5 separate regions of the Mus musculus genome follow, and regions 1, 3, 4 and 5 are each linked to region 2. A link is a contact called in public Hi-C, HiCAR-type and promoter capture Hi-C data. All regions are on one chromosome and are shown on one strand. The core of a region is the stretch at or near the end of the contact, and the rest is flanking DNA. Distances in the headings are between cores, read along the strand shown. Region 1 holds the start of Heatr1 (HEAT repeat containing 1). Region 2 holds the start of B3galnt2 (UDP-GalNAc:betaGlcNAc beta 1,3-galactosaminyltransferase, polypeptide 2). Region 3 holds the start of Mtr (5-methyltetrahydrofolate-homocysteine methyltransferase). Region 4 holds the start of Ero1b (endoplasmic reticulum oxidoreductase 1 beta). Region 5 holds the start of Gli3 (GLI-Kruppel family member GLI3).

Evidence for each region. Promoter capture Hi-C pulls out the DNA fragments that hold promoters and counts their contacts. Hi-C and Micro-C count contacts between places; a contact is called where the count stands out from the background. HiCAR-type assays count read pairs that join an accessible place to other places.
Region 1: a promoter capture Hi-C map of pre-B cells shows a contact between it and region 2. The contact joins the promoter of Heatr1 here to the promoter of B3galnt2 in region 2. A contact is called at or near these places in 3 of 39 promoter capture datasets (cranial neural crest, liver and pre-B cells), 1 of 484 Hi-C or Micro-C datasets (rod photoreceptor), 1 of 115 datasets of contacts at active chromatin or transcription factors (astrocytes) and 2 of 9 other capture datasets (adipose tissue and liver).
Region 3: a Hi-C map of B cells shows a contact between it and region 2, with 6 read pairs. The contact joins the promoter of Mtr here to the promoter of B3galnt2 in region 2. A contact is called at or near these places in 1 of 39 promoter capture datasets (pre-B cells) and 1 of 484 Hi-C or Micro-C datasets (B cells).
Region 4: a contact with region 2 is called in a promoter capture Hi-C map of pre-B cells. The contact joins the promoter of Ero1b here to the promoter of B3galnt2 in region 2. A contact is called at or near these places in 3 of 39 promoter capture datasets (cranial neural crest, liver and pre-B cells) and 1 of 484 Hi-C or Micro-C datasets (uterus).
Region 5: a contact with region 2 is called in a HiCAR-type map of astrocytes, with 4 times the contacts expected there. The contact joins the promoter of Gli3 here to the promoter of B3galnt2 in region 2. A contact is called at or near these places in 1 of 39 promoter capture datasets (stem cell-derived epiblast-like cells) and 1 of 115 datasets of contacts at active chromatin or transcription factors (astrocytes).

What each region holds. Positions count from the first base shown.
Region 1 is chr13:12,392,406-12,398,029 of GRCm38.p6, forward strand. Heatr1 (HEAT repeat containing 1) reads left to right here and starts at 2,970. Exons shown (of 45, transcript NM_144835.4): 1 at 2,970-3,065; 2 at 3,335-3,508; 3 at 4,017-4,233. The coding sequence starts at 3,367.
Region 2 is chr13:13,950,839-13,956,353 of GRCm38.p6, forward strand. It overlaps B3galnt2 (UDP-GalNAc:betaGlcNAc beta 1,3-galactosaminyltransferase, polypeptide 2), which reads left to right and starts at 3,836. Exons shown (of 12, transcript NM_178640.3): 1 at 3,836-4,081. The coding sequence starts at 3,967.
Region 3 is chr13:12,255,771-12,261,530 of GRCm38.p6, forward strand. Mtr (5-methyltetrahydrofolate-homocysteine methyltransferase) reads right to left here and starts at 2,343. Exons shown (of 33, transcript NM_001081128.3): 1 at 2,092-2,343.
Region 4 is chr13:12,563,098-12,568,411 of GRCm38.p6, forward strand. It overlaps Ero1b (endoplasmic reticulum oxidoreductase 1 beta), which reads left to right and starts at 2,786. Exons shown (of 16, transcript NM_026184.2): 1 at 2,786-3,081. The coding sequence starts at 2,980.
Region 5 is chr13:15,459,537-15,465,337 of GRCm38.p6, forward strand. It overlaps Gli3 (GLI-Kruppel family member GLI3), which reads left to right and starts at 4,187. Exons shown (of 15, transcript NM_008130.3): 1 at 4,187-4,575. It overlaps Gm6556 (a long non-coding RNA gene), which reads right to left and starts at 5,082. Exons shown (of 1, transcript XR_001780862.2): 1 at 444-5,082.

The DNA of each region.
Region 1 (5,624 bases), core at 1,720-4,219, 1.6 Mb before region 2:
CCAGACATAAAGACTACACTATACTTATCACTACACTAGATGCCTATCAATGAATGAATGAGATAAAGAAAATGTGACATATTTATACAATGGAACATTACTCAGTGGTTAAACAAATGAAACCGTGAAATTCTCAGGAACATCTATGGAACTAGAAAAAACAAATCATAACCCAGATCCCCAAAGACAAAAATGGTAAATAGTCACTTATATGTGGATGTTAACTGTTAATTTTTCAATAAGCAGACTACCATCTATACAAACATAGAGATTAGGTATAAAGTAAGGGGCTGGGGGAGGGTAGGTTGGCTCTCCCTAGGAAGGGGAAATAGAATAGACAGTTATGGAAGAATGTGGTGGGATGGGATTGCAACAGGAGGATCAGAGAGAGAGAGAGAGAGAGAGAGAGAGAAGAAAGGGGTGAGGGAGGAAATACAGGGAGAGACAGCTAAAACTAAGGGCCATTTGACGGGTTGTATGGAAACTTCTAAAATATAGACATATATGAAGGTGATCCAAGTGGAATTACCAAATCATGGGAAAATGGAGCCCCAATTGGATGTCTTTCGTTACCAAATGAAGTCTCCAGTCCCAGGAATGGGTTACATCGAATCAAGTTGTTAGCCAAAGGGGCCCCATAGGCATCTCCAGACAACCCAGGCTATTGCCAAAGCTGTTGATTGCTCTCCACAAACTGACTGTAAGGCCATATTGCTGCAGACAACATCTACACAATTCATCGAACGTGGAGAAGTCGAGCTGGTGCCTACAAACAGCCTTCACACCTACTGACTAGTGTTAATGGTCCTGGGAGGTGCACTGCATGCTTACTAGAGAGAAAGGTAAAGACCAATCTAGCTACCAAACCTTTGATCGATAACAGTGAGCTGCCTGCAAGCTATGCTGGTACAATGATGGCGCAAAGTTGAGGAGTAACCAATGAATACCTGGTTGGATTTAAGGGCCAGTCCATGAGATGGATTCCATGCCTTACACTGCTTAGTGGCCAAGAATCTGAGACCAGATAGGCTAGGGAACTAATATATATATTAGACAATAGTATATATATGAGACTTTTAAATACACACACACACACACACACACACACACACACACACACACACACACACACACACACAGCTCTTAAAGACATTCTGCTATACTCAGATCAGTATTTCTTGCTTAGCTGCTACCAGAGAAACTTCCTCCTGCAGCAGAAGAGAACAAATACAGAGAGCCACAGCTGGGTAATGTCTAGAGAATGAGAGACCTCAAATACTCAGTCGTAAATATGATGTTTCCATCTAATCCCCCCCCCCACTCCCTCAGGAAGGCAAAAAGGAGGCCAAAGGGGACGGTAGGAGAGGAGGACAAAAAGATAGAAAGAGCCAGTGGGGATGGAAGACACCAGGAAAGCAAGACCTTCCAAACACAGCAGAAGAGACTGTGGCAGCACGCACGCACAGGGCTTCCACAGGTCTGGAGCAGATGGGCTTTCAGCACTGAGAGAGGAAGGACACAAGCCCCTGTCCCTAACCCAGAGGTATCTCCCACTGACAATCACTCACAAATCAGTTTTCTACAGTGGAGCTAACTCACTGTGCAAACCTAAGGCTAGGTCCCAATTACCATATGGACAATGTAAGATGAGCTAACTTGAACTAACTCTGTAGCATTTTTGGACCTTTTTTGCCTCATAATTCTTTGTCAGGGCATCTTTTCCCCTCCTTATAGGTCCTTTGCGTATATATCTCCGTTTCTGGTTTTGCATTTTTATAAGCTTTCTGTGTGTATAAGCAGGTATGTCTCTTTCTATATGTGTTTCTTGAGCTTTTTCTTTGGCACTTTTTTCTTCTCTTTGTTTTGTCTTATTCTGATGTTTGTTTTTATTTTGCCTATCGCCTTCGTCGTCATCATCGTATGTTTGTACCCTAAATAAGAAAGAGAAAAAACGGTGTGGATTTGGGTGGAAGGGGAAGTGTTGGAGGATCTGGGAAGAGTTGTGGAACGAAACTGTAACCAGAATATGAAAACAAAAAAGTTTTGTGTATTTTTTGTTTTTGTTTTTTGTTTGTTTTTGAGACAAGGTTTCTCTGTGCAGCTCTGGATATTCTGAAACTCACTCCACAAATCAGGCTTGCCTCGAATTCAGATCTGACTGCCTCTGCCTCCCTCGAGCTGGAATTAAAGAAGTGAGCCGCCACCTCCCATCTTGAAAAAAGTTATTTTCACTTAAAAAAATTAAAATGTCATGTTTCTAATAATAATAATAACAGAATAAGAAAAACACCACTCCCTAGGACTGCAGACAAGGCAAAGGTGATAAGGTTGTCAGTAACTGCGTTCAGCGAGTGTTTACTACTTACAGAGCAACCAGATTGCACTGAGAACTACAACTCACGTTAGGTTTGTGCCCTCCTCGGGTAGCATTAGAATTAGAAACGCGGCTTCCCGCGCTTCAGCCCCTCGCAGGCTGGATAAGTATCTCGTGAATGACCGGTTCCTGCTACACACCCGTAAAGCTCCCAAAGGCGGTTGGGGAAAAAGAATCCCAGACCTAAGCCTGAAGGCACATAGCAACACTGAGCGAGGCGTCGGGTACCTAGAGAAGCGAGCTGTAGCACCAAGGAGCGGAGGGGCGGGACTTATAGGTGGCTTTCTGGAAAGAAGGGGGAGGTACTGTAGGCGTGGCTTAGCACATTTTCGTGAGGGTGGAGCTTAAAGGAGGGGCGTGGAATAAATGTGGTGTCTTGGAAAGAGGTGCGGATGGAAGGCGGAGCTTAACTGGATGAGCGAGCGGAGGGTGGGGCTTTGAGGTTCAGGCCCTTAGAGGGGAAAGTAGGCGGGGAATTAAATGGCTGGCCTGAATAGGCGGAACTTAGAGTCACGGAGGCGGGGCCGTTGTATTGCGTTTTCTACAAAGGTGTCCCTTTTCTCTTGCCGTAGTGAGAAGCCGGAAGTTCCTATGAGGCGTGCTTTAGAGTTCCGGGACAGTGCCGGCACCATGTGGGAGCTGATCTGAGGAGTTGTTAGCTGTCTAATCCTGCTGATATTCCGAGTTCAGGGTGAGGAGGAGCACGGTGCGGCTAGGCGCGGCCGTGACTTGGAACGGGTGGCCGGGTGGGCCGTGAGGTCGTGGTGCAGAGCTGGGGAAAGCTGGTGCTGCGGAGGCGTAGTTAACGCAATTGCTGTGGTGGGTCCTGGAGGGTCGGGGAAGCAAGTTTCTGTGTCCTCGAAAGGACTGAGCGCTGTATTGCCAGAGCATGAGCCCTGGCCTGCCATCTGTTAAGGCGCCTGACGTTTCCTAAAAACTTTTCACGCTGTTCGTTCTTAGCCGGTGTTTTGAGACATCCGCCTCCGTGCAAGATGACGTCCTTAGCCCAGCAGCTCCAGCGACTCGCCCTCCCTCAAACTGATCCCAGCCTCCTATCGAGACGTGAAGTTGCCTCTCTGTTATTTGACCCCAAGGAGGCGGCCACAATCGACAGGGACACCGCCTTTGCCATCGGTGAGCCACCTTTCACTTAGCAAAGCTCCCAGAGCATGATATCGGGGAGTTGGGGGGGGGGGAGGTTCTGTATTTTCTTGCCCCCCCCCCCGTTCGCTTCCCGAGCAGTACCTTGTTTTCTTGGTAAGGGGGTGGGAAACAGCAATACTGCTAGATGTGTGAATGTATTTATAAATAATGGTATCTGAAATTTCACAAACTAACTAATATGTAAAAAGGAAGAAAAGTAAAGAAACCGAGACAATGACTGTGGTGTGAGAGGAGACTTTCAGAACTAGATGTAGTTTTAATGACTAAAAAGAAGGGCTCGGGTGGAGTTCTTGTCATGAAGTACTTTCTTTTCTCCTAGTGAGTGGGGGTCAGATTTATCCTATATGTTAACAACTAAAGCCAGTGTTTGAGAGTGTCTAACACATGGTAACAGAGTTCATGAGCTTGGGGGTGAGGAGAACAGGAGAGTATCTGTTGGGTTTGCCTACAAAGAAGTTACACGTGACTCTCCTCCTAGGATGCACTGGCCTGGAGGAGCTTCTTGGGATTGACCCTGCCTTTGAACAGTTTGAAGCGCCATTGTTCAGCCAGCTGGCAAAAGGCTTGGAGCGCAGCGTCCAGACCAAAGCAGTGAACAAGCAGCTGGATGAAAACATTTCATCGTTCCTCCTTCACTTGTCTCCTTATTTCCTCCTCAAGCCAGCGCAGAAGTGTCTGGAATGGCTGATTCACAGGTAGCTAAACCTTCATTAGTTGCCAACACTTGGTAAGCTAGATTGCTTTCACAAATTTCAAAGGTTAACATGATGTTTAGAATGTCAAGTGAACATGCTCTTCTTGAATAGGGTGCCATTAGTTCCTGTCTAGTGTGTTTAGGGTTTAGGGGGTTTGTTTGTTTGTTTGTTTGTTTTTTGAGACATGGTCTCAGTGTGTATCTCTGGTTGACCTCAAACTCACAGAAATCTGCCACCTTCTTCCCCAAGTCTGAGAAGTATGTCATTGTCTTTGGCTAGTTTTGTTTTGGGGATAAGGTCTTATTATAGAGCTCTCGTTTGTTGTTATTGTTGTTTGTTTTGTTTGTGGAGAGAGAGTTTCTCTGTGTAGTCTCAGCTGTCTTAGAACTCAGTGTGTACACCACCCTTGCCTCACACCCAGAGATCCACCTGCCTCTTCCTCCCAAGTGCTGGGATTAGAGGCGATACCACACCTGGCTCAAGCTGGGTTTTGACTTACTTTTTTTTTTTTTTTGCCTGTCTGGCCTGGAACTTACTAAGTAGATCAGTTTGCCTCAGATTTATAAATCTGCCTCTTTTTGCCTCCCAGGTCCTCAGTAGTGTGGTTATAAGTGTGTGCTACCAGACCAGCCTTAACTGCATCAGTACTCAGGAGCTGATGCAGCTTCACATTGCAGATCCGTTAACATGGGGGCAAAACGTACAGTTCCTTCTTACCTCGCTAGGTGTAAAGAATGTCTTTTAAAATATCAACCCAAATCACGTGGTATTAGTGATGTGCGCGTTAAGCATTTATGTACCAGGCCTTGTACTCTAAGCACTATACGTGCTAGGAACCAAACTCTGACCTCTGCGAGAGCAACAAATCCTGTAGATGGCTGAGCCATCACTACAGCCCTTCTTCATGTAACCTTTATTCAGCAAATGTTAAAGTGATAAAAAAATATATATATATCTGTAGGTTTTCCTTGGTTGCTATCTTTTAAATAAATACCTAAATAAAGTTTTACACAAGATTTAGAGAGGTAGCTATGCCAGGGTTTGTTGAGGAAAGCTTCATTCAAGTAGTGTTTTAGTTAATACCAAAGCTTGTATAAAGTAGATAGAAGGCAAGGTCTGCTACTATTAAAGTCCATGTAGGGGTTTAAGAGATTGCTCGTGGTGAAGAGTGCTTAGTGTTCTTGAAGAGGGCCTGGGTTGGGTTCTCAGTACTCACGTCAGAGCCACTTAGAGCTATCTGTAAAACTCCAGGTCCAAGTGCCCTCTGACCTTTGTGGGCAAGGGTATGCATGTGCTGCACAGGCTCACGTGGGCAATAATACATGGTGTTTTTTAAGTGCATGCAAGAGAATAGGAGAATCTTTAAACATTTTTAATGTAGAGAGACTGAC
Region 2 (5,515 bases), core at 2,586-5,085:
GCCTTGGACTGAGATGTGAAGAGCTGCATCTGCTGGGTAAAAGGTAACTACCTTCTTCTAGTCCGTGTACAGCCATTTACTCAGGGGAATTCAACTGTCCGCTAGAAATCCACAAGTAATCATTTAAATCAGTGTTTCTCCACCTACGGGTCTCAAGCAACTAGGACAAGAGGGAGGGCCAGCGTCCCCTAGTGGACTGTTTTGCCTGTAATGTATGGATATGTACCACAAGCCTACATGGTGCCCTCAGGGATCAGAAGGAGGAAGACATCAGATATCCTAAAATGGTTGTTGAAGGAAGTCACTGTGAGCTGCCATGTGGGTGCTGGTGAAAGATCCTGACAGAATGTAAAAGGTCACAGAAGCCCTGAAACTGGCAAAATAGATTTCATTGTTAGTAGAACTAGCGTCACTGATTTAGAAAAATAGAGGTGCACAATGCTCTGGCCGCTCCTAGAACCTGTGTGTCTGCCAATGTTCTGACCAGGTGTGTGCCCATTGCTGCACCTCACTGCCAGGTGTTTGTGATATTGGTTGCTATATTGGTTGCTGGGAAAGAGTCGAAAAATCTCCCCAGCAACCACAGTCCGGGCCAATCAGGAGTTGCTGCACCTTCATTAGACTCCTTCCTTGTTTCCCTCCCATACCCATTTCTTGAGGAATCAATCATTTTAGAATAGACATTGTTTAGATCTGGAAATCTCACCTTCTCCTTTCCCCCTTAAGGACCTATAAAAACTGGGACCCCTTTTCCCTCAGGGTGGACAACTCTACCCCTGAGTGGGATACGAGTCGTCCCCAGAGTTCTGGCTTTCCCCGAATAAAGCCTCGTGTGGTTTGCATCAAGCTTGGTCTCTCGTGAGTTCTTGGGGGTCTGCTATTATCCTGAGTCCTGAGCGAGGGGCTCCTCAGGGAGTCTTTCACTGGAAACCAAGCCTGGGTCTCCTGCAAGAGCAACAAGTGCTTTTAACTATAGAGCCATTTCCCTAGGCCCATCGTAGTTTTTAAACAGAGAAAGTTCTACCAAGAAAGGTAGAAACCTGAGTCACAGAGGACCTGAGTCTGAAGGGACTGAGGTAGCAAAACAAACTCCATTTTGGTTTTTTAGACTCCATCTTAGGTTTTTGTCCTCAGAGTGACTTGTCCCCCACCCTTGAGTTCTGGAAAAAAACAAAACAAAACATGAGATCTTGACAGTTGCAAAATAGGCATAACAGCTGTAGTCAAGCGATAATACCAGGGTGGGCTAAGTAAACATGAATCATTCCCAAGTCATGAAGCTTCTTTTAGGTGTGTGCTCCCTCCTTGCGGTTTGATCAGATGCTGTAAACCAATCAGCTTAAAGGCCAACATTCCTTTATCCTCTTACTTAATCATTTAACTCCAAGGCTTGCCAATCCCTACTTGCGTTTTTTTCCTCTATAAACCCCATGCCCTAGACTTTGGGGTCGCTCTCCTATCCTATTGCACCAGGATAGTTTGTGGCCCAGGTTCAAGCCTGAATAAAAACTCTTGTGTGCATAGCCGGGCATGGTGGTGCACACCTTTAATCCCAGCACTTGGGAGTTCGAGGCCAGCCTGTTCTACAAAGTGAGTTCCAGGATAGCCAGGGCTACACAGAGAAACCCTGTCTCAAAAAAACCAAATAAATAAATAAATAAATAAATAAACCTTAAAAGAAAGTTATAGAAATTATTCTTCCTTAGAGGGAAAGGAATATACAGAAGTTGGTGATATCTGCCAAGCAGCTATATATTTCATCCTTTAATTCTGTTACTCTTCAAAAGGAAAAAAGTGTTCTTTCCTGTCTTCAGGACTCTTGTTACTAGGGGTCCTAAAGTTACCCCAGAGTATTGAGACACTAGTGCTCAAATTTTCAGGGCATACTGTGCTAGCCAGCATCTAGGATGGTTCCCAGTGATCTTCGACTCCTGGTAGTCACCTGGTGAATACCTGAACACTGTGCACACAGGTATCCACTCTATAGGGCTTTTCTGTGTGACCAATTGACTAACCCAGAAGTGACAATGTGTCTCCATCATTAAAACGTCTGCCATCTGAGTAAGCAATGTTCAAAGCAGACTCTTCAACCACCATGAAGCCTTCAGATGACTGCAGCCCTGGCTGATGATATTCCTGCAACTTTGAAAACGAACTAGAACTTAGCTCCCAAATTCCTGATCTGTACTAAAGTCTGAGATATGAAATGATTATTATTGTTTCAATTATTCTGGATTTGTAATGAATAACAAATACACGAGTCCCCTCCCCTTTTTGTACAGGTTGGGCATCAACCCAAGACTGCCCATTGGTAGGTAAGGCCCTACCATTCAGCTTCATCACCGCTCAAACAAGTTTCTTCTCATGGGAACAAATTTGACCACGTGAGTTATTTTATTAAGTACATAATAAAACAGTACAGTAGAACACAGCTTTTACCTGATTAAACTAAATTAAAAAATTGAAATTAAAAACATTGCAAAAATAGCCAAAGAAAAAGCTATCTTAAGGGGCTGAAGAGATGGCCCAATGGTTAAGAGATCTGGCTGCTCTTCCTGAGCACCCAATTTCAGTTCCCAGTACCTACAGGGTGGCTCACAAACACGGGGAAACTCCAGCTCCAGGGGATGGGATAGACGCCCCCCCCCCCAGCCTGCACATGCGTACACACACAAATGAAAAAAAAAATCAAATAAAATCTTTTTAAAAAAGTCAATCTTAACAGTGTCAGGTTGAGGATATAGCTCAGTTGGTAGAGGGCTTGCCTAGTAAGGATTAAGCCCTGGGTTCCATCCCAAAGCACCACTTGTGGAGATGAAGACAGAAAGATCAAGAGTTCAAGGCCATCCTCTGCAGAATAGTTTCCTGTTAACTACGTGAGACACTGGGGGCGTCTGTGTGTGTGTGTGTTACTACAATTGCTTTTTTAATACAAAACCGCTACTCAGTGGCAATATGGTGCTGAGCCTGAGAGGTGGCTCCAGTGAAGTCCGCTCGTTTCCTAACGCTGGTTGGAGATGGATCTTTTGCAAACCCAGCCCTCACACATTTGGTCACCTCAACTTGGTGGGAACTTTTCAAAGTCATCTGGCAGCTGAAGCTCTCATTTCTGTGCTTCCCGACAGTTACCCTAGTGAGGAGCGCGTGCGCACCCAGGCAGCCTCCAGATCCGGGCTTCTCCTCTGTCCTCGCTTTCCATAGCAAGCCCCGGTGTTTCTCGTCCTCCTCACCCGCCGTTGCTTACTAGAGGGAAGCAGGAAACTCCCTGCTACTCGGCGCTCAGGCTCCCCGCTGCGCTTCTTATGGGATAGGTCAGGGGAGCACACTATTATTTCGTTGAGCGCTGAGGTGCCATACAAACCTGCCCCGACTGGGCAACTGCTCCTCGAGGTCATGCGCCCTGCAGCAATGTCCACAGCGGAGGGGGTCGTACAGCAACTTGAGCAGTTAACGTGCAGGTTCCCCGTGTGCGGTACCCGCCTTTACTACAGGGGAACCCTAGCAAGAAGGTGGATGCGCATGCTCAGTGTGCCGCTAAGGCACCGCGGCCGGATGAGAGACGCGCATGCTTCGTGTGTGCACTTCGCCTCCAGCGTTGCGTAGCAGCACGCATAGCTCTCTGGGAAACGTAGTTTCTCGGGCTTACAATCTCAGGCACGCCTCCCTCCTGGGCTCAGCGAGGGACTACCGCTCCCGCCCTTCCGGCAGACAGGAGCGTGCAGGGACGCGGACTGAAGGGCTGGGCGAGAGCGAGGAGGGCTGAACGGGTGGGAAGGCCACGCACGCGGGGGCGTGGCCTTGGCCGGGAAGCGGCCGCCGCTCGTGGTGCGGATCTAAGGAGAGAGCGGCGGAGACAACGCCAGGCGTGGGCGCGAACACTCCTGGTGGCACTCGGTGTTCTTAGGTCCCCTCGCTATTGGCCGGGACGCGGGAGAGCGCGGCGGGGGCGCGAGGTGGGAGCGGCCAATGCGAAACTGGCTGGTGCTGCTGTGCCCTTGCGTGCTCGGGGCCGCGCTGCACCTCTGGCACCTCTGGCTCCGTTCCCCGCCGGACCCCCACAACACCGGGCCCAGCGCGGCAGGTGAGGTGAGGGGCTGAGTCGCTGCGCTCGTGGGAGGCCGCGGGGGATGGCTGAAGGGGCACAGGGAGGGCTCGGACGTCCCAGAACGGACGGAACAAGCGAGTCTTTCTTTAGTGTCGGGCGAACCCAACTGTTCGTTTCTTATCAGCGTGTGCTCAGCGGCCCGCGTCGTGGTCGAGGGAGGGCCCTGGTCACAACTTGGGGCGCTTCTCTCCGAGGTGGGGTGGGGGAGCGAGCTTGCCGGTGCTGACGGTGTTGGCTTTGCGTGTCAGGACTCACTTTGCAGCGAGGAGGGACGGACTGTACTTTGTGGTCTCTGATCATGAGGTGAGTCAGGAAAAGACCTAGACGTGAACTAGGGTTCAGCTGTGAGTGGAGTCGCCCCTGTATTCTGCTTGGATAGCTTGCTAATTAAGGAGCCTAAGAATACCGGATTCTTCTTTAACTTCGCGTACATTTGTTCCCAAACTTCATCCATCGTGGGAATGAAATCTTTGTTCTCATTCGCCTTACAATCTGAAGGTGCGTTTGCCCACAGTGCGTATCCAGTGTTGTCCTGCCACCCTCAACACTACTTTCTTGTCTCCTGTGTGTCATTTTCAAGTTTTTCCCGGAATGCTTATATATGTCGAGAACTCTATAGCCATTTTAAAGATAGGGTAATGCTTTAATTTTTAACTACGTTAGGATTTATCTTACCATTTCATATCCAAACAGCTGTTTTCTTTTCAGAAAGTTTTAAAACAGTTCTTCACAGCCATCACAGAACCAAGTCTTATACCTTATTTAGCAATCCTCAAAACTCCGACTGTTACCAGATTACACTGGGGTTATTTTAGTAGTGATCTCTTTTCCTATTAGACAACCACCATTTTTTTGGAAAGGCTATTTGTGTGACTGAAAAGAATGACTTCCAAGTGGTATAATGAAAGTACATTATATGCGTATTTAGCTTGTGAGACTTTTACAAACTAGTTAAAAAAGGGCCGTACATACAAAATGCTTGGCCACCTAACATCTGTTGGGGTTGTGCTCTCTCTCACTCAAAGATGAGTGAGTTGCTGGAATCTACACGCAGAGCCCACTGTAGAATATATGTGACCTTAACATTAACAGTCTTTTAGCGTTCAACACAATAAACCTTGCCTTTGAGCTTGTGTTTAAGTAAGACTGCAAACAACTTTTGGATTTGGAACAGATTTTTTTCCTGATGTCTTAGTGCTTATCCATTTAGGATAGACTGGATTAAGCAAGCAAACTGTAGGAAGACTTAGGGTTATATGGGGTCATACTAGTTGTAAAAATTACTTTTGTGTTGATATCAAAGCTTTGTCAGATAATCAGTAGGATGTTTTAATTAGACAGATTCCTATCCCACTCTCCTCCCCTGGTACTTCAAAAACAAAAGCAGAAGTATTTTGATTGCAAAAAGTT
Region 3 (5,760 bases), core at 1,093-3,592, 1.7 Mb before region 2:
AAAGTCAGGTAGTAGCCGAGAACTACCTAAGACTGGGCTACAGCTCAGGGTAAATCACTCGCCTAGCATGTACGAAGGCTTACAGCAGACTCCCTAGCACCCCAGCACTGCAAACAAACAAGTGAAAACCAAGCAACTTAAAGAATAACAAGTTATAGGACAATTAGTTCCTAATATGGGCCTGTAAGTGACATGCTACAGTGTCAGGAACACAGCTCCTCTGGAGAGAATGGCCTTAACAGGGGTCACAAAAGGACTTCCCTTTCACAGGACAAAATGGTGTAGAATAAAAAATACTTCTCTTTTTTGCACTACAAGCAAACTACCTCAATGCATTCTCAGCAGTTTCCCGCTTTGGCTACTTTACAATCTGCTCCACAAGCTCCTTGGAGGACACATCTTTCATCTGGGGCCTCTAATCTCTAGATTGAACTGATTTGCTACATTTTATAGGCATCTGTTCACATATTATCTCATTTTTGAAATATTTTTTTCTCCCACTAATTTTTAAAGGCCAGAAGAGATCTGAGCTGCTACCAATTCACTGGCTCCTTTTATTCATTCTTCCATTAGTCACTCTTAGCTAAGTTCATAAAAGCATGCAAGGGAGAAACATGAGATCACTAGAAGCTGCAGCAGAAACTTTCTCACACACAGGGTCTGAGGTTATACCCTCTCCCTGACCATCTGCTGGAGGGATTTACTCTTGGCAAGCATTCCACCACTGAACCATATCCACAGCCTGGGACATATCCAGCTTTCAGTTCAACCTTGAAGTTCGGTAATCTTAGTTCTTCCTTGAGACTTGACAGTATAACAGTAAATAACACAGAAAGAAACAAAAAACAAAAGCTGGACACCAGTGGCTAAGGGTTTTTTAGGATGTTAAAGCAACGTGGTTGTAATACCAACACATAGGTGAGAGAGGCAGAACTATTTCTAAGCTACAGGTAAGGAGCCTAGAACTTGATGTTCACCCATGGAGGAAAGTGGAGAAGAGAGCAGGGCCAGGTGCAAATAGCCAACCATTTTCTCTCATTTTCTGCAAGGGATCACTATTTAATCTATTCTAAATTTTCAGAGGCTTTCTGCAGCAATAACTATATTCAATTACTCTTCTTTTTCTAAAAAGAAAGGAAGAAGCCTGAAGCCCTAAAAGACTAAATAACCATGCCGTAACTCTATGAAAAAGAGCGATCTTTTTTTATAGCAACAGCAATGTGCTGCCGGGCAATGTCCCACTGGTTTCAAGAACAATTCTACCAGCCCTATTTGTCAGATATTCACCCTCCTCCTAGGGCTACACACTATGCCACACCATACTCACTGTTCTGTCTTAAAAAGAAACAGGATCTCATGTTACCGAGGCTGGTCCAGAACTCATTGTGTTCCAGAGAATAGCCTTAGACGTAAACCCCTTCGAGTCTAGCTTTATGCAGAGCTAGGGATTAACTAAACCAGAGCTTCCTGTCCGCTGGGCAAGCACAACCTGATGTCCTTATTACTAATTCTCTCGACTCTACGTCTTACCTCACTCACACGTCTTATAGGAATCTCTCTCCAAATCTTTAAGACACTCAAAACTGAAATTATACTCCCTTTGTGTCTTTTCTCATTGTGGAGGCCAGAGCCACCAATATCCGAGTAATTTGCGATTACTATTCTGCCTTCCATCCCCACTCCTGGGTACTGAGAGTCCAGTCAGGCAACCGTCAAGCTAAAGCCAGAGTTTCCAAAAGTAAAGAGTAGAAAAGGAAATTAAAACCCCACGTGGTTCAACTGTCTAGGCTGCCTTACCGGCCTCCCAGCATCTGAACTCGTCTCGGGCAGACAGCTTTCCGTAAACATTTACTGAATACAGTTATATCATGCAGAACTTCCCAGGAGCCCCGCGGGAAGTTGTTGCTAGAAGTTGCAGCGCTAAAGGCAGCGCTCGTCGCTCCGCCACCGGACCGAGCGTGTGCGGGTGAGTGAAGAAAGAGACCCAGCAAGGACCGCGTCCCCCCCGAACTCCAGGCTGGGTCTCCGAAGGAGAAACTCCTGGAGAGCCGAGGCACCCACAGAACCGCTAGACCTGGATGGAGGAGTTACCGAGTGACAACAGCGCAGGCGACGCGCCGCCAAGAGTCCTCCTCAAGCAGGGAAGGCTTGATCTCCAAAGAATTCCACCGCGGGCGGCTCCAGCCAGCGTTTTCTGGCCTGACGAACTGACAAGATCCCCGAAGCTCCAGAGCCGACACACCGGGCCTCCGGGTACCGTGCCTCGGGCACGCGCTTCTTACGGAACTCCCAAGCGCAGAGCTCCCCGCTACAGAGCAAGGCCGCAGCGACAGACTAAAGGAATTGACGACGTAGAGACGGCCGCCGCCGCCACTGCGCCGTTAGCTCTCCGCTCAATCTAGCCTCCGGCAGGAGGGCCCGCCCCCTTCCCGGCATGTGATTGGCCCTCAACAGCTCCTCGCCGCCGTGTATAGGCTGTTGGTCGTTACCCAATCGCCGGAGGCTTTGCTCCGTGGCCCTATGGGAGATGTAGTCCTGAGTACTGGGTCCCTATGGAGACCAGAGCGTCTCTTCCCTGAGTTCTGGAAATGGTTCCCAAAGACCTCTCCAAGTTCTAGTCGAAAAATTCATACTATAGTATTGGCTCTCATCAGTGGTGGAGTATCAAGGGCCAGGAATCTGAAGTCAGAAAATTAATTGTAGCTTAGTTTTGCAGACACTAAATATCTTGTCTCCCTCATCCACAGAAAAGAAAGACTAGAATGAAAGTGACTATTAATTTATAGGCTTGCAACAGGGGTTAAAAAAAGAACCCGTGAGTACACTATGGAAATTATGAGGCACTATAGATGCTAATGGCCACACTGATACTAAACATTTACTGAGTAAAACACTCAAGTTGAGATACACACTTGGATAGCACAAGTGGGCCAGTAAGAACTTGCACAAATAATTAAACATGGAAAGAAGAAAGTAGGAAACATCCCAAAGGGTTTATGGTATTCTAAGGCAAATAAGTATCTGGGGCAGAGACGGGAAGATTCCTGGGTTTTGCTAGCTGCCAGTCTGAATGAAAAGCCAGTGAGCTACAGGTTCAGAAAACAATCCTGGCTAAAGAAATAAGGTGGATAGTGAGAAAGGAGAATACAGATGGTCTCCTTTGGGCTCTGCAATACAGGAGCTCATTTATCTTAGCACACAGACATGCATACAATGCACACACGCACACACACACAAACAAACAAAGTAGTTGGGTCTTAAAGGAAGGGTATATTTTTTTTAGTCAGAGGAAATACACAAATAAAACATAACATTTTTTTCCCTTAGGAAGATCAAAGTTCCCTCCAAACCTAATTTGATGTTTTATTACTAGAAGCAAAGACCAGCATGGCACAGCATCACTCCAGAGGAATTAAGGAAGCACCTTGGGCTGCTTCACTCACATTCATTTGAAGAATGGATACCCCCTACCTCAGAATGCTTTAGGGAGGGGCTGCTACCCTTACATGGTTCCTTATTAAATTTGAAAAGTGCCTCAAAAGTTTTGACACCAGAAAGACACCCCAAAAACATGTGTCTAAACTGCAACTTCAGGTGAATATGACTAAAGCAGTTACATTGTGAGAAGTGCTGAAGGTATGAGATGTCTTCCCTGGCACAGGAGTGACCATGGTTCCTCACCACATGGTGTAGCCACCTGTCTTAGTTAGGGTTTTACTGCTGTGAACAGACACCATGACCAAGGCAAGTCTTATAAAAAACAACATTTAACTGGGCCTGGCTTACAGGTTCAGAGGTTCAGTCCATTATCATCAAAGTGGGAGCATGGCAGTATGCAGGCAGGCATGGGGCAGGAGGAGCTGAGAGTTCTATGTCTTCATCCAAAGGCTGCTAGTGGAAGACTGACTTCCAGGCAACTAGGGTGAGGATCTTATACCCACACCCACAGTGACACACCCATTCCAAGCAGGTCACACCTATTCCAAGAAGGCCACACCTTCAGATGGTGCCACTCCCTGGTCCAAGTTATACAAACCATCACACCACCCATGAAGAAGTTTCCCTTGAGCTGAGTTACAGGGACATTTGCTCCCTGCATGACTGCGAGCTGAGCAGTGTTGGGAGGGCATCCAGGAGGTGGAGGAGGAATGTTGCCAGCGGTGGCACCAGCTCCAAATCTGGCACCTGCATCATGCCCTCCTTCCACCAACACTGCTGAGCCAGGTGAATAGTTGGGACCAACTGCATAATAAGCCATGGGTATTGTGGAACCTAGAGGCCCAACAGCCACAGACTGGGCCATAGGCAGATACAATGAGGCGCCAGGAAATGCAGCTGACATGGTGGGGACTGTGGCAGCCCCTGGATGAACAAAGCTTGGACGATAGAGCTCTGAATATGCAGGTGGAGCATCAGTATAGGGTGGAGCCTGAGGAAGATGTAAGGTCTGAGGATATACTGGATTCCCAGGAGGTTGCACAGGGTAGGTAGGCTGTGTTGGATTGAAAGAAAAATAAAACTTGAGACCTGTGATTCATGTAATTTATGTCAAATAGCCCAAAGAGTTGTTTGTGAGCTTTGAAGCCTGGGACTGAGAACATAGCAGAACAGGCCAGGACATGCCCGGGCAGGCCTGTCGTTAAGACATTCCTGAGGCTGCTTGGCCATAAAGATAAAGAGAATGCTAAGACATGTCTGGACTGGCCTGGCGCCTCCATATCTCCCGCCCTTCTGACGTGGATTAAATGTTAACCAGATGCTCTGCTGTTACTTCGATCTGCACATACAGTTTGCTGGTGTTTAAATAAACCAATCCTGTGAAACCGCACCAATTCCTCCTACAGCCCCAGACCCTTTTCTATAAAAACCCCTAGCTTTTGAGCCTCGTGGCCAACAACCGTTGTCTCCTGTGTGAGATACATGTCGGCCCAGAGCTCCATCATTAAACTACCTTGTGTGTTTGCATCAAGACAGTCTCTCGTGATTCTTTGGGTGCACGCCGACTCGGGATACGAGTGGGGGTTTCCCCTCTAGGTTCTTTCAGGATATTGACCTCCTTTGCTGTTCATGGTGGCTCCAACATAACACCTTTTCTTTCTTTTTTTTTTGTTTTTTGTTTTTTGAGACAGGGTTTCTCAGTGTAGCCCCGGCTGTCCTGGAACTCACTTTGTAGACCAGGCTGGCCTCGAACTCAGAAGTCCGCCTGCCTCTGCCTCTGCCTCCCAAGTGCTGGGATTAAAGGCATGCACCACCACGCCCGGCATAACACTTTTTAATATAGAATTTTAGTATATAGTACAGTTTGGCTTTGAATTAGCCTCCTGTGTCTCACCAAGACCTGCAAAACACAACATTTCTTTTTTCAGATTTTAAAAACAAAGGATAGTTCAGTAAGGTCAGTGATAGTTAAAGAGATTAAAAGCAGATGTATCTAGAAAAATAAAAAGATATATAGAGCCAGGAGTATAGGGGTAGTGGTACAGGCTCATAATCCCAGCATTTAAGAGAATGAGGCAGTAGGTTTATGAGTTCCAGCCTAGCCTGGGCTACATCGCAAGACTGTGTTCATAGGAAGAAAATAAGCACAGCATTCCCATGTTACTGTAAATAACTACACCAGAGTTTTTATGTATTTTATTATTTTTTTTTTCTATGTGTTTCTCAAGAGGAGGTCTCACATTATAATCTAAACTATTCTAAACCTGTTTCCTAGCCCAGGATAACATCAAACAGGCAATCTTCCTGCTCAGCCTACTAAGT
Region 4 (5,314 bases), core at 1,536-4,035, 1.4 Mb before region 2:
TTGCTGCCCTTGCAGAAGGGCCCAGTTCTCTCCTAACCACCCATAGCAGGCAGCCCCCAGCCTCCTATAACTCCAGTTCCAGGGGGATCTGATTCCTTTCTCTGTCATCTGCAGGCACTGCATGCACACACATATATGCATAAATAAAAATGTTTTTAAAATGAAACCATGAAGAGGGCCAGGGACATGGCTCAGTAGTAGAGTGCTTGTCTGACATGTGTGAGGCCCTAGGTTCAATTTCTACAACCACAAAAAATAAAGTAAATTCGTGAGACATACTTAGAGAATGGCTTCCATGAATTTGTGTACCTCTTCCCATTCTTTGTAATCCTGCAGGATTTCTGTTCTCTCTCTCTCTCTCTCTCTCTCTCTCTCTCTCTCTCTCTCTCTTTCTCTCTCCCCTTCTTTACCTCCCCTCATCTCCCCTTCTCTCAGCTAAACTTGAGGAGTAATTTGAAGTTTGATGGGAGGATAGAGTGTGAAAAGTAACCGAGAACAATGAGCCAAGCCAATGGGAATGTTCTGGAAAAGTCCAGAACGGTCCATGCTCCTTTTGGTCCTTGAGTCACACCCCGATGGACTCACTTTTCTGGAACTGTAAGTGATGAAGCCTTGTTCATTCCCAAAGTTGCCAGTTTTCCTGACTTATTACTAGTTTTCTTATTGTTTTTAAATCTAGCTGGATCTGAATTTTTCTATAGCTTGCTACAAAGGTTCTTCCTGTTTCAACTTGCAAACCCCTAACTAGGATGGGAAGTTTGAAGTTAAGGAGTGTAGGTAAGGAGCATGGGTATCATTATAAAGGCAATGCCTGCTCTAATAAGAAATAAACCGCAAGGCTAAAACAGAGGACAGTAGCTTATTCATCAATTAATCAACTCCTCATCCTGCTCATTACAGCAAACGCTAAAACAGATCACAGCACAGGGCAATGTGAACCTTTCTTTTTCATGAAAAACACCCATGTCTGATTTCACTCACTGAGAGAAAAAAATGTTTCCAAACATTGTGAGTAAAGTTTCTGAGCTAAAACAAATGGTGTGTGTGCCATTATAATCTTTGTAAACTTGTTTTTCTTCTACCAATTGAAAAGTTGATAGAAAAGCTCAAGTTTTTCTTTGTGACAGGCCCTGAAGTGCTCCGAATGACAGGCATGGTTTCTGCCCTTGATATCAGATATTTAAAATGTGAAATTTAAAAATAAGGCAGTTTATAACTAAAAAAAATGGCTATGTTCCATGATGTACACATTATCTGGGCCAATTGCAGCACAAAGGGACCTGAGGAAAGTCCCATGCATACCCAAAGCGCAGAGCGATGAAGAGCATAGAAAGGCAGCTTTGAGAAGCAAGTCGCACACAGTTCTCTGTTAGCTATGTGGAGAAAAGGGAGCTGGTGACATGGGAAGATGGCCTGTGAAGTTCCAGGGTCTTGGACTGGTTTATTGTTCTGTTGTCTCCGCCTTAAAAGTCTTCTCATTTCCCCTGGACTTTCATTTCTGGCTGACCCTACAGATCATGCAGTGGGTCTAGATGGAATCATGGATGCGAATGTTCTCATGTTACCAGAGAGGCCAGAGGAGATTTTGAAGATGTGATTAAGGATTTTGAGATCAGGAAATTGCCTGGGTTATCCGGGTGAGCACCATGCAATCGAAAGTCTTTATATGTAGGGACACAAGAGAGATAGGGTCAGAAAGCACAGACGACAAAAGCAGGCTATGCCACTGTGTCATGTGAGGTCCTGAATCTAGGAATTTGATTGGCCATAGAAGCTAGAAAAAGCAAGGAAACATTATTCTCTAGAATATTCCAAATGGATGCAGTTTGTTTTAGTTTTCTGGCTTCCAGAATGTAAGATAATACATTGGGGTTGTTTTCAATCACTACCCTTCTGGTCATTTGTTACATCAACAATGACAAATTGATACATACTACTGAATGTAAGTTTCCTATAACTCAGGAATATCGGTAAAGTTAGCGATTACCATTAATTGATCACTTATTTGCTAGGGACTACAGGAAGCTTATGTACATAACCTTACATAATCCCAGAACAATATTTGAGGTGTAATTAAGACCACAAAACCATCTAGAATGTGTTACATTTGGGATAGTCTATGTCCCTTTAAGCTTTTCTGTGCGTTTATCCCGATTCTTCGTTTTTCACTGTATAGACTGGGGTTTTCCTTCATCCTTTAAAATGTATTATAGATTTTCTGGTGTTGGTAGAGGAGTAGTGGAGACACCAAGCAATGATACTTCTGGGGCATGTGACATGAAGGAGGTGCTGAAGACTTCCTGACAAGATGCCAGGTGGTTTTAGGTAGCTGCAGAGGTGAGAAAAAAGGCAAAGAAAGCTCTTGGGAATAGCAAGTCAAAGATTCGGCCGGCCTGGCGAGAAAATCCTGGCCCCAGTAGGTCAAGCGGTGACAAAGAGCTATTGGCATAGTGCCTGAAGACCTGCGGGGATGGGGGTGGACAGTCTTGTTTCTCAGAGCGACGAAACAGAGGTTCCACCACCTCAGGCCAACCCCTAAAACAGCACCCACTCTCCCGCCTGCTCCTGGGTGTTTTGGAGGCCTCGTGGTCCCGCCTCATTGGCCGCCGCGGAGCCCCGCCTCAGGGAGGCAGAGCGACCTCCGAGCCTGTAGTTCTCCATTTTCAAGACCTTCCCACTGTGGGGGGGCCCCAAGGGGCTACAGGGACTACAACTCCCAGAAGGCTTTGCGCAGAGGGCGTGATCATAACTGAGGACGCCGGGGGCGGGGCCTCCTGGGATGAAGCGGGGGCGCGCAGCACTGGTACATCAGTCGCTGCTGCTGCGAACGGTAGAGTGTTCCTTGCCCGAGACCGGCGCTCAGACCCCGGGTCCTGGAGGCTCCCGGCTCCCAGGCACTGCCCCCTGCTGTCGTCGTCGCGGCGGGCCGTCGTTCCCCAGCCCCGATCGGCCGAGGCGACGGCAGCGGCCGAGGTCACCATGAGTCCGGGGTTCCGCCGGGCCGTTACTGGGCAGGGGGCGGCGGCCGCGGTGCAACTGCTTGTCACCCTGAGCTTCCTCTCAAGTCTGGTCAAGACTCAGGTAAGCCCGAGGACCAAAGGCAGGGGACGGGTCACGCCGGCGTCGCCGAGAGGCCGAGGTGCAGGTGCGAGTGGCCAGCCAGGGATTGAGAACCGCGCCGGCTAGTGCGGGAAACGTCTGTAAAGCGCGGCGGGCGCGGGGACACGACACGCGTGGTGATGGTTTACGGAAGAGGAAGATGGTGACGGCCAGTAAGCGCTAGCGGCTTTATCTTTGTGATGGTGACGGGGAGACACAAGTCTTGAGTGGTGAAGGTGTTGGGGACACAAACCTCTGACATCCTTCCCTCAGATGACAGGGAGGCAGACCCTCCATCCTCTTCCTGGGCTAGAGGGGGCATTACTTCATTTCCTTGAACTTGTGCTCTAGAGATAGCTATAGGCATTACCCGCTTTATAATTATCCACCTGTCCTACGTATGCAAAGTGGCATGCCAGGTGAGCCCAGTTATGACACTGGAGGGCCTAGGCCCCTACTGTGGGCTTCTTAAGTCTATAGTGAGGCTTGCTGGCTGGACAGTCCGGTAGACTTTGACGTTGCCTTGGTTAGGCAGGTATTACTGAAGTGTTCACTACATACTCGAAAGCCAAAGCACAGCCTCTTGCCTTGAAAAGAGATAGGTTAGCTCTGCCTCTTTTAGTGAGGAAGGTTTGAACAGGTTGCCAGATGCTGCTATATCTTGTCTGCACCTGCTGCAAAGTGCTAGCTCGAAGAGCCAAAACCGAAGAAAAACAAAAGTGTCTCAGATGGCCTGATAATGAGGGGCATGCAGTTTGAAGCAATTAACACTCATTGCTAAGAGAAAAAAAAATGATGGTAACTGTGAGAGTAACCGTGTAAACATGTTTTTCTGCCTTGTTCATGGTGTTATGGTGTCCAGCATGAAGTCCTAGAATACAAGAATATTCTGTTTGTGTCCATGTGTGAGTTCTCTTGAATGATTTGATAAAAATAAACAGCTAGGAACAGTGGCATACACCTGTAGCCTCAGCTCTCAGGGGTAAAAAACACAAACAGTAGGAAAAACAGTAGGATTGCCGCAGGTTGGACGCTGGCCTACATATTGAGATTCTGGGTTAGCCAGGACTACATAGCAAGACCCTCTCTCAAAAAACTAAACAATGAACCAGTCAGAGAAAAGAAGGAAGAAAGGGAAAGGAAAAGAAACCTTTTGTTAAACGTGGAGCTTGCTGAGTCCATCTGGAACTGAGCAAGGAATCAGAATTTTAAACAAGCCTTGTAAGTGTCTGTGATGCAATTGTTCTTTCCACTATACTTTAGTCAGGCTTGGCAAACACTATGATAGGATTCTGGGTGTATCTATCAGATTTAGAAAAAATAAATTTCCTAGGCTGTCAATAGCAAAGTTACTTTGTAGTTACTAGTTTGAGTGTTTGACTTGAGTGGAGCTTACATTTAGAACTTTTAAATAAAGTCTGATTTCTTGTTTTCTTGCTTGATATATGTCATTAATTAATTGTATACTTTTAAAATCACTAGTCTAGAAGCTTCACTTAAGGTTTCTCTAGCTACCAATAATCACATGTAATTAGTGGTTTATAATGTACCTGTAATTCTATTTGTTGATATATATTTGTAATATATATATCAACAATAAAATATTTGTGCATTTCAAAGTAACACCGTGCCTGTCTACAAAAGTATATTTTGTTCTTCTAAATACAGTTTTGATGTCATTTTTAGATAGCACTTTAACCTGTAACATGTTTAATTATATATTACCTCATTTTATTTGGTACATATCATGTGTAAGGCTGTGGTGGTTAAGTGAAGTTCAGAGAGCTTAATTGGCTTATTAAGTTACATAAACTGGGGCCCTAATGTAGCCCTTTATGCTCTACCCAGCATTAACAAATCAGCATACTTGCTTCAGTGGACAGAAAAACAGAGACCAGACAATCAGAAGGTGGAACATAGACAGTTCCTCTACTTCTCATGCATCCTAAACTTGGGGGACGGGGTGTGCAGGGGGAGAAAGAGTAAAAGTAAGAGGAAGAATTAGAATTGTTGAACAAACACCTCTGTTCACAAGAAATCAAAGTCATTTAAGGAAATAGGTACTTTGCCTTCTATATTGAAAGCAGGAAAATGTTTTTGACTATGTGAGAGGATGTTCATTTGTATATCTGATGCCCCATTTTCTTATAAATGAAATGCAAATATGGTTCATGGCATGCTAACATACAGTTTTCCTGTAAAAGGATATTTCTGT
Region 5 (5,801 bases), core at 2,937-5,436, 1.5 Mb after region 2:
TTCCAATGATTAACTGCTAACAACTACACAAGAAGACAAAACAACCACAGACTTGGTGAGGACGAGAATATTTATGATGAGAAATGTAACGGAGAAAGCATAAAGAGGAGCATGGGAAGCTGGTGTTAGACTGAAATGTGTCTTCTCTGTTGCAGACCCTTCATTAACTTTAATCCTCTTGTTCTTATTAGTCTGTTTCTCCTTGCTATAACAAATTATAGGGGATGAGGTTGCTCAGTGGTTCAAGTGGGTACTGCTCTTGCAGAGGACCTAACTTTGGTTCCCAGGCAGCTCACAAATGCCTGTAACTCAAGCTCTGGGTGATCTGATGCCCTCTTCTGACTCCTAAAGGTATCCCCTCCCACTATGCAATGTATATCTACCCACACAGAGACACATGCACATGAATAAAAATAGTTCTTAACAAATTATCTGAGGCTCAATTCTTTATAAAGCAAAAGGGTTTATTCAGCAGAACTTTAGGACCCGAAAGTTCAAGATGGAGAGTCCTCGACAGTTTGACCTCTGGAGTCATGACACTAATGAAGTGGGAACACACCTAATGCTCCCACATAGTGAGACAGGAAGCCAGAGAATTGGAAGGAATCCTCCTTGCTCTATTATAAGCTTGATTTCTTGAGAATAACTAAGGCTATAACAGCATTAACATATTCTTTTCAATAGGCAAGCCAACCAATGTGTATTCCACTTCGTAATGGTTTCAATCATCTTAACACCAGTGTTCTGAGGCCCAGGCCTCCAAACAAACCCCTGTGGGTCAACGTTGCTGAGTTGACTTGTGCCCTCTTCTTCTTAAAAAGAAGTGCTCATCCCAGGAACTTCAGAAAACTAGCTTATTTGAAAACAAGGCTGTAGATGCAATTAGTCAAAACAAAGTCAGACTGAAGTGGCATAGGCCACAGCTCTCAACTCCATAAGAGGAGATGAGTGCAAGGAGAATGCCTTAAGATCACCCAGGCAGAGAGATGGGAAGTAGCCGAAAGCCAAGGAATAGCAAGCAGATCAGGGGCTCCTACAAGAAGCCTGTGAAGGCAAGGATGGCTTTCCCCACACTTTGCAGGCAAACACTGGCCCTGTCGACACTATGACTTAGCATCCTGGCATTCAGAAATGTAAGTTAGTGCCTGCCTTGTTTAAGCCATCAACTGCATAATCGCTTGCTACAGCAGTGCTGACAAACCAACAAGAGGGTTGTTAAGTCTCTTGCCTCATTATGGAAAATAAATCCATCTTAAAGGTTTAAATATTGTGAGTATAGCTCAGGGTATCTGTTGCTGTGGCCATGGCCACAGCAACTTAGGGAGGAAAGGGTTTGTTTGGTTTACAAGTCCTGATCACAGTCCATCACTAAGGGAAGGACTCAACGCAGGAACCTGGAGGCAGAAACTGAATCAGAGACCATAGAGGAGTGTTGCTCACTGGCTTGTTCCCTGTGGCTTGTTCTGCCTGTTTTCTTATATAACCCAGGACCATCAGCCTAAGTGTGAAACTGCCCCGTAGTGGGCTGGGCCCTCTCACATCAACTGTTAATCAAAAAATTTACTATAGGTGAATCTTATGGAATATTTTCTCAATTGAATGTCCCTTTTCCCAAATGACTCTAGGTAGTGTCAAGTTGACAAAAAAAACTAACATAGAGGACTTATGACATTAAAATTTCCCAAGAGATTTGTAGTTGAAATGACTAGTGATGAGGTAAGGCAGGAATGACTGTATAAGAGTGGGATTCAGATGGATTAAGGAACAGTCTCTTCCCTATGCATCCTACCTAATGGCTCCTTAATTAACAGAAGTCCCTCTACTGAGTTAAGAGATAACTTAGGAGCCTCTGCAGGACAGGAGGTGGGTGATGCATAAGATTTAAGGTTCCAATTTTAAGGACACCCCACCTTCAAGAATTCCTCTTGTTTCATTTTGGGATTTGTATCCAAGATTTCCCTGGGCAAAAGAGTTATGAAGCTAACATGTATTGAAACTCCATGACATTATTTAACTCACAGCGAGGCAATTTTTTTTTTTTCTTTACCATTTCTGTAAACCATGTTCACGTGCATGCGTTTGTCAGCCAATCTGAGTTGCCCACCTCTCCTAAGGTGAGGGAATCAAAGTTTAGGATGCAAAGCGGAGTTCCTTCTTGGTTATTAGCTAAGTTCTGATAGCGTGGTGGGAAGGAAGCTTTGCAATGTTTTTCTTTGTTCCAGTGTTTTTTAGAACCCCAAATCAAGATCTTTATGACTCAGAATGTGCTGCGAGACTGTAAGAAGTAAAAGTCAAAATTTATATTTTATGCCCGGTGATTTATGGGCTGTCCCTTTTGCCACTGGATAAGCAGAGAAAACTATCAGGATGCAGTATTTACATTCTCGCGGTGGAGGCAGCAGCAGCCCCAAATGCCAGAAACAATGTATCTGACATTAATGAAACACACCATCCCTCTGACTAACTTGAAATACCAAAAAGGAAAATAGTTCTCACACACGATGTCGTCTTTTATAACTTTGCAGGTATAATCTCACTGGAGATCCATAGCCGTCCCGGGACTTAGGAGGACTGCATTTTCTCGCTCATCTACTGTGGGCTCAGAGTCTACAGAGGCTGAGGGAATACTCTGGGGCCTGGGGCCAGTTACTGAGGGGAGGGTTGGGGCTACCTCTGTTGATATTCCTGCACTCCGAGATGAGTGAAGGATGTTTCACTCTTTGCCTTACAGAGTGTTGTAGCGGAGAGAAAGCTTAAAAATGGCTAAGAAGTGTCTGGAGCCCCACACTGAAAGCTTAAGTCACTCTCTGCTTTTGTCTTTGTCATAAGCAACAAGTCACCAGAAACAAATAACGAATACACTGTCAATTCCGTTAAAAATTTTCCCCAGTTTAGCACGTGAATTTCAAAATGTTCTTCAAATTATTATAGCTATTCATCCACCCACTCTGCCTTCAAGACGGCTGCCACAGAGCACCCTGAGCACCAAGGCACTCCTGGTGGGCCAACTGCTTACTCCGGTATTCTGGAATGTCTCTTGGGTTTTCTTCTTTCTTCCACCCCCTTGAAATCCTCCCTTTCAAGTAACAGGTTGGGGTGAGTACCTGGATGGGGAGAGAGAGATGAGTGCACTGGCCCGTTGAAGTAACATGGGTCTTTTAAAAGAAACCAAGGACAGGCACTCTGCATCTTAAGGAAAAGAACCCCGTGCAAGTCAGGGTTCTCAGCTCAAGTCCCGGTTCCCAGCTCGGGTCTTTGTGTTCTTTGCAAAGTGGCCCACGGGGACAGTAGGCTGTACGGCGAGACGTCCCAAACGGAGTTTAACGCAACGGGGAGGAAAGTCTTCAACTTTCAAAAGCATCATCCCGCGAGAGGAAGTTTCAGGCTTGGCCTAGGGAAAAGTACCAGGAGGTGTGCGGGGGTGGGGCAGTGGCGATCTGAGAGGTCTCTAGAGAAGGAAGGGGAGTCCAGCCCGAGAGCGGAGTTGGGGGGGGGGGGGGCGAAGAGAGGCGGCATGGGCGAAGCGCCCGGCAGCGCGCGAGCCCCGGCTGCTCGGCTGCGCGGGAGCGCAGGCCTGGAGGGCTCGGGTGACATCACCCGCGGGCCCCTTCCTCCTGCCGGGTGGGTGGGGCCTGGCGCGCCGCGCGGGCGCGGGGTCAAGGAGGGGGAAGAGGAGGAGCAGGCCTGGATGTGTCTGTGTGAGGACCCGGGAGGGGCGGAGGCGGTGGAGCGCGTGGCTCCCGGCTGCCCGCGCCAGCCCTGCCCGGCCCGACGCGCGGCCTCAGTGCCGCCCCTCAGCGCAGCGCCCTGGGATCCGCGCGCGCGGAGCGGGACCCCGCCGGGCGCGGCCTGGAAAGGAGCGGGAAAGCAAAGTAAGGCGAGCAGTCTTCCCAAGTTTTTAAACCAACTTCGCCCCCTGCGGCGGCGGCGGCGGCGGCGGCGGCGGCGTCGTCCCGCGGCTCGGCGCGTCCCCCCCAGCGCTCCTCCGAGTGGCGGAAATTAGAGGGACGGGGCGGGGGTGGGGGCGCGCGAGGGAAGAAGGAGCCGGGAAGGAGAGCAGAGTCTGACCACATCTGTGAAAACTTGGGGAAGGAGGGCGGGGAGGAGGAGGAGCGCAGGAGCGCGCGGAGGGGAGCGCGAAGGGCGCGCGCGGCGGAGCTCAACTTTTGCAACCGGGGCGCTCGGCCTGGACGGGCCCTTAGTCGTTGAAAAGTCGACTTGACGGTCGGGGGGCTCCTTTCTTTCTCTTTCTCCTCCCACCCGCGGTTGAACCAAATCAGAACTGTCACTCAGGGCCGGTGACTCAGAGGGATCAGATTACAGGATCCCTGAAACTGATGCGCGGGCTGCAGCGGCGGGAGGGAGCGGACCGGGCCGCACCGCCGGCGCCCGCACACTCGTCCGCCCGCCCGCCGCTCCCCTCCTCGCCCGCTCGCCCCGTCGCCGGCCCACGCCACACCATGCCCGCCGGGGCCGCACGCTGGGATCAGTCAGGCCATCCACGGTAGCCCGAGTCCGCCTGCCGCTCCGCCGGCGCAGGTCTGTGGATTTGGGACCTGACAGCCAAAGCCGCAGGTACGTCCCGCCTGAAGTTCTTTGTTTTGCGGGCCCCGCAGCCCTCCCTGTCGAGCTTCCCGGCGGCGTCGGAGCGGCTTGTGTGCGCTCGCGCCTTCCCGCGCTCTCGGGGATCGGGTCTCGGCTCTCCGGACTGCAGAGCTCCTGCCCCAGGGCGCGCGGACCAAGTTTGCAGCGGCGGCGTCCGTGCCTACTTCTCGCCAAGTGCTGCGCAGAGCTCCGGGAGTCCGGAGCTGCGGCTGGTCCTCGCGCCCCCGCAAGCCGCAGCTTGGCTTGCGCGCAGCGCCTGGGGATGCGCCGAGCCGCCGCTGCCCCGCTCTCCAGGGTCCCGCCTTCACTTCTGAGGGTGGGGGTGCGGGGTGAGCGGATGGAGGGCGCGCCTCCGCGGTGGGAGAGGAAAAGTGAAAGTTGTGCCATCTGTGCGTGATTTGGAACTCTGTCTCTTCCTTTCCAGAGGTAGAGCAGAAAGAAAGAAAAGAGAAAGAAAGAAAAGTAGCCGTGGCCCTTGCGGTAACCAAGAGGCCGAATTTGCACAGAGCAGAGTTGGGTACGGATCACTCTACTCTGCTGGGGACACTTAACTTTCTGGAGTTGCAGTGGGACCCCGAGGATGTGGCAGAGTTAATATTGATCATACATTTGAATAGTTGGTGAAGCGACTTTTCAGCAGATGGCCACATGCCCTCACACTCGGCCCGGCCTTTGCTTATTATCCTTTGATGAACTTAGTATCCTTCTGTGAACTTTGTGCCTGTGTCCCGGAGTGCACCTTTTTGAGTACCAAGCCATACCCCCCCTCCCCCCAGGCTTTCTTGGCTGTGTGTGTGTAAAGACCACTTAGGGAAGTTTCCTGCACCGCGTTTACCCTTTCTCCTCCCCCAACTTGGTTGTAGATTCTGGCCTTGGGTACAGTGCTCATGGCCCTCTGCCAGTTTATATGTACATATATTTATGTAAAACATTTTCTCCCAGCTCTGTGCCAGCTGTTCCACATTTTCCAGCTGCCACTTCAGTTTGAAATGATGGACTGTCGTCCTCAAGTAAAAGAACTCTTTAGTCCGAGGTATGGAGGGCCGGCCGCTGTGCAAATACAGGGGCAGTGCCATTAGCCCCGCTGGTATTATTAGTTCCAAAAACACCTCGTGCCCTTCTTTTCCTCTCCTTCTCCTCCTCAATTACAGCTTTTCACAGCCCAGTACGTGCACTCTGCTGAACATTCAAGTGAT